2 separate regions of the Zea mays genome follow, and region 2 is linked to region 1. The links are chromatin contacts, called in public Hi-C maps. All regions are on one chromosome and are shown on one strand. The core of a region is the stretch at or near the end of the contact, and the rest is flanking DNA. Distances in the headings are between cores, read along the strand shown. Region 1 has its middle 150 kb from the start of LOC103638559. Region 2 has its middle 300 kb from the start of LOC103638558.

What was found. Hi-C and Micro-C count contacts between places; a contact is called where the count stands out from the background.
Region 2: a contact with region 1 is called in a Hi-C map of leaf, with 3 times the contacts expected there. The contact joins two enhancer-like sites. A contact is called at or near these places in 6 of 25 Hi-C or Micro-C datasets (bundle sheath, leaf and tassel).

What each region holds. Positions count from the first base shown.
Region 1 is chr9:61,169,516-61,172,277 of Zm-B73-REFERENCE-NAM-5.0, reverse strand. No RefSeq gene overlaps it. Among protein-coding and RNA genes, the nearest start is that of LOC103638559, 150 kb to the right of the region's middle. Within about 2 kb of position 1,442, at least 18 of the 20 cell types and tissues checked have an H3K27ac peak or open chromatin away from gene starts, as enhancers often do. A contact at or near this core is called in leaf, where this site is marked.
Region 2 is chr9:62,060,411-62,063,278 of Zm-B73-REFERENCE-NAM-5.0, reverse strand. No RefSeq gene overlaps it. Among protein-coding and RNA genes, the nearest start is that of LOC103638558, 300 kb to the right of the region's middle. Within about 2 kb of position 1,393, at least 4 of the 20 cell types and tissues checked have an H3K27ac peak or open chromatin away from gene starts, as enhancers often do. A contact at or near this core is called in leaf, where this site is marked.

The sequences.
Region 1 (2,762 bases), core at 193-2,692:
AAGTTGGTCAATATTTTATTAGCAATTACTAGATGTAAGTAAATACCAAACCATAATAATAATAATAATAGAACAAAATTAATAACAAATCACATGCGATGCAAATGATAAATTGAATTTAGTTTCATAATTTAATCATGCGAGAATCTTGAGCTGCTCTTGACCGTGAGCTCGACTAGTATACCAGTTTTACACTCTGTAGAGGTTGTACCCTGTACGCACAAGTCGTGTTATCCATTTGCCAAGGGGTCATGAATCCCATACACCTCTACTAAGGAAGCGAGACAGGATAACACTACGAGGCTTTTACAAAGTTCCACTAGCTTCCGAAAACCCGCTACAGTCTATGGGAAGAGCACTTGCAAGAATCCCTCGTCTGACTGCCATCGCAGCAAAATCAACCCGAGAACCTCCCTACATGCAACTCCCCTACTGCCCTTGCCCCTTTCGGGTAAGGTAGTCCCACTAGCTTTCCTAATTAGTCAGCCAAGGGCATCCCATTCTACCCTTATGGTGACACATGTTTTTCAAGTTAAGCTCCATGTTCCAATTAACATAATATAATGATCTTGACATGAATATAAATAAAATAATAGAATAATTGGAACATGGATATAATGAAATATTAACCCAAAACCATATAAAGCAATAGCAAAACTACCCAAATGATTCAGGGGTAAACAAGGTAAAAGATAATCAGACTAGGGTGGCCTATTGGGTCCCATCAAAATTAAACCTATACATGAATAAGTGATATTAAATAACACTATTGGGTAATAAAAGTAATCAAGGGCACAACTTGTCTGGGACTTGAGATTCCATGTATCAGGATGATCCTCAAATTCTCGTGACCTCACTGCTAGTCGTAGCAATACAAACAAACATGGTATAGACAAAATTAACATCACACCAAGCATGTATACAGCATACATATTAATAATCTACATATTAAAATAAGATCATAGAAAAAAGAATCATTAATTTTAGAGTTATAGATTTTATGTTATGAATTTCCAAAGTTTTTATGTGCTTGATACAAGATTAATTAGGATATAAACTTTAATGTGGCTTTCATATCAAAACAGATACACTAGATGATAAACAATAATATTACAAAATTATAGAAACTGGAATGGATTAATTTGGACTCAATATGAATTAAACAAGTTCTAGGAATCGTTTTTATATTAAAAATTCATTTTCTAATTCAATTTCTCTGTTTTTCTTATTCACTGGACTGCGCTTCAATTAAACAGACACGCAGGGGCTAACGTGAAAAATATCCTAGACTGATTGTACTCCCGGAGTGGACTGTGGGTTGAATTCTCTCTTTTGCGGGGTTTCATTCGTAAAGTTACAATCACGAAGGGGTATTGACCAATCTAGGCCATCCGATCTTAGATGGACGCACGGGATTAGATCTAGCCCCTTACTGAACCGGTATGCAGTATGAGCCCTTGGATCAGAGATACACGACACAAGAGACGTTCGCGCGTTTGACTTAATCCTATCCATCCAATCAGCTCGGAACGCCCCAGATTAAATGGACTGAAACGCTATTCGTTGCTCTAATCCTGCCCGCTGGTGATCGATCCAACGGATCGGAGCCTTTCTTCCCCAATCCAAACACCGGCGCAGCGGCACCCCTGTTCATCCGCACGGCGGCGCCATTCATGCACCACCATTCTCGCACCCCCGACGCCTAAGCACACACCACAAGGGCGCTACACTCCTGCTGGTACACCATGAGTCGGGTCGTAGTCTGCTAATCGGGAAGAACACGACACCACGCCGTACCCACGGGAAGGCGCAGGTCCACTACCACGCGCAACGCCGACGAGCAATTCTCGACCTATCAGAGACGCTCTTCCTACATGGATCGGTGCTACTCGGTATGAATTCGAGGGATAAGGCATGAGTTGGGCATACCAGGGCTAGGGCGACGCCAGGGCACTAGTCCGCGGCACAGGGCGACTCCACAACGAATCCCGCTTCCTGTGAGTAAATTTGGGGCGCAGCAACTACAAGCTCGGCCCGGCGAGGACCCTGGCGCGATCCACGCGGCCTGACAAAGATTCTGCAACCCCCACCGTGACCCGAGTGTCGTTGTGGGCACGCAACGTCGGAGAGGGTGACCCGCCTCTAGTGCGAGTATCACGGGGTGAGTGGTTCTAGCTTCCTAGGGAGGATGGGGTGAACGCGTGGAGGAGGGCGCAAGCAATTTATCTGCGCAATGTGGTCGAGGTGCAACGAACGTGCCGAATTTGTTGGGCGAGTTCCGGTTTCCGCGGCGGTGGTTTTGGACGGAGGAGAAGCACGACCGATTCGGCGATGGGAGGTTGAAGGAGGACTGACCATGCGACCCCACCTGCCAGTGACAGCAGTGTGCGCACGAGACGACAGCAGGAGCTATACTTACGTGGGCCCTGAGGCTCAGTGAGTGTGGCGCGGCGGTAGCAGAGCGGTGGGCCGCGCGGTCAGTCATTTGGGTGGTAGTGGGCCGACTGGGCGTTGAGTTGGGTCCGCGGTGCTGGTTTTGGCCCATCAGGTGAGCTTTTCTTTTTTCCTATTTCCTATTTTTCAGATTTCTACAAATTCAAGACCGAAGCAAATCTAGTTTTAGGGTTCCATTATAGACTAAATGTACAACACAACACCTAAGCACTAATGCAAGTATATTTCTGATCATTCAATTATTTACAATTATATACACCTTGAAGTAAACGCCTTAAAACATATAGTAAAGAATAATTCTCCTATTA
Region 2 (2,868 bases), core at 144-2,643, 890 kb before region 1:
TATAAAACAAAGCCTTAGCACTTATTAATACATTACCGGAAGCTAAATAAAACGCCTCACCTAATCACGTTTATTTTCTAATCGCGAAGGTAACTACAACACTACACACACTAAGATATTTCATCAAACATAATATAACCACAACACGCCTGCGATACAAACATGATAATCATTGGCCGTAATTCTAATCAATCTATCAATCAAATTAACTAGCTAGGGTAGGGAAAGAGCTCACCATATCATCAACCACTTTAATATTTGTCAGAGCGACGACGATTTTTTGTTCGGGCTTTTCGTCAAGCACTTGGTGAACATCATGCTACTTCACCTAGCTTCACCTTGCCACACATGTGCAATGCATCGATGATCAGCCAGATCGAAGGAGGGATTGCGAGACTCTAGTGTTGACGGCACGGAAGAGGAGGTACGGGCGCTACGGCGAAGTGAACGGGGAACGTCCTCATCGCAGTTGCAAGAACAGCCAGACCAGGGGCAGTGCATGGTGTGCGATTAGAGGTGAGGACACATGGTCTACTGGGAGGGAACACCGGCACAAAGCACGAGGGATGGCGGGAGTCAATCGGTGAGATCCAAGTACTGCGCGATATGCATCAGGGATAAGCATGCGCGGCAGCGACCATGGTCGATAAGCCTAACGATACAAGGCCTAGCGACGAACGCGTTTCGACGTGCATACGTGAGCCGAACCTTGAAGACAGAGGTACGGTGAATCGGTGGCGCGGTTCGAGCTAGAAGACGCCGTGGTGGCTAGGATGTAGAGGCGAGCGTGCCAGAAACTGCAGCCTGGGCACAGCTGAAGTTGATGCCGGGCCGGGAGAGACTCACGGTGGGGTAGGCCGGCAAACTGGAGCAGCTCGTGCACAGGGACATGAAAAGCGAGCAGCGCGCCAGGCTGAGGACTCGAGGGCGCCGGCATGCTGAAGGACAAGGCACCAGACCAGTACGTTGCGACAGCCTCGGACGAGCGCTGGCGGCCGAGTACGTGATGACAGGAAAACACCGGCGGCCATGGAGGCGAGCTGCAGCTTGGGGTCGGGCTGGGCGAGCGCAGCAAGGAGCCAAGGCGAGGTCCCACCTAGCCGAGCTGGGGCTTCGGGACGCCATGGGAGGAACGCCGAGGGAGCTCGGCATGGGCGAGCTCGGACCTTCCTGGTGGCCGGTGAGCAGTGAGGGAGCGCTGGCGAGGAGGAAACCGAGAGGGAGAGGGCAGCGTCGGGGAAGGGGATGAGGGAGTCATCGGCAAACTCGAGGAGGAGCTCGGTCGCTGCTTGAGGAGGAGAAGGGAGCAGGGACGCAGGGGCGCGCGCGCTGGAGACCAGAGAGGCGTCGATGCTCCATGGAACCTGCGTACGGACGAACAGGGCTGGAGATGAGCACGACCACTGGGAGATAAATCACCAGCGACAGATAAGGCCCCTGCGCGCGTAGGAGATAAGGAGGACTAGAAAAAAAGCGCCTTATCAGGCGCTCTACCATTCGTGTGTACAAAATAATAGAACTACAATTGATGGTAAATATGGGCAGCATTATATATCTTTGTCATGAAAGTGTCATATAATATAAATGCTAAAAACACATAAGAAATGATGATATGGTATCTCGGCTCATAGAATTATTGTTTCTCCATAGTTTCGATGTGACTTCATTCATTGCTACCAAATGGTTTATCCGATAGCATAAAATGGTTTACATCAAGGTCACCATATCAAGTTTAGTACGCTAATACATAAACAAGTAGCATAAAGTCCGTCATAGCATGCCATCACACACATATAAAGAAACGGCCTAGGCACCTCATGTCTGCACTCATACAAATGGGTGACACTTCCAATCTAGAATGTTCAACAGTGCAATGGGCACTTTTGCAGACAGAAATACCTAAGAAAAAACCACTTAAATCCTAAGCAAAAGTTACCAGCAAATGAAAACATGAAATTATAAATGTTCACTTGGGTAGATGTTTGCTCATGTGGAAGCTTCATCTACGCAGGCATGGAAGCAGGCATGGAAGGAGGGTGTCTCAGCTATTTGATGCGAGTCCAGATCAAAAGTTGTTTCATCTGGCATTATGTGTTTGTTTCCAGCCCAAACTTTCTGTGGCCCATTAAACCCTTCTCAGACTGAACAAAAAACAACTTAGGCCCCCCTATCAAATCGCTCCAAGGTATATTAGTGCAAGAGGGAATAAACAAAGAAAATTCTCCAAACGGTTTTCAGATGCTTATATTAACTTGAATGCCCAACGGTGCAATGTCCATGATTTCAAGTTCCTGGACGACAGCTCCACTTACGATTGGTTTCAGCCTAATAGCCTTGGACTTCCTGGAATGGAACAAGTCAGTTTTGGGTCTATACAAAAGGGATCATGCAATAGTTACCTATTCTCTAATGTTTTTTGAACCATATTGTGAATTGATGAGGAAAAAAATAAAAAACATGCAACCAAATTTGTTATGATCAAGAATTTCTTCATTTAAACATAGCAGTGCAATTGTATATTGGGTATATATATGTTCCAATTTACCCTTACTGAACGATATAGAGATTGCCACATTGCGACTGGTGAAGAAAAAAGAAAAATAAATGCAACTGCATTTGCTATGATCCAGCATTCAGATGTACTTTCGGTAAATGAAATGCAACTATATTGGGGTATATATCTGCTCTAGTTTACCAAACAAATAACACATCCTAATTGAAAAATCCAGGGTCTGTTTTTCCCATATAATCCATTGCATATATTAAGATCAGTTTTTGGCACATTGCAAGTTAATGCCACTGGGCTGGGAAGATAGTTAAAAAAACAGTCACCTGAAATTTACTTGTAGAGAAACAAGCTCGAATAAT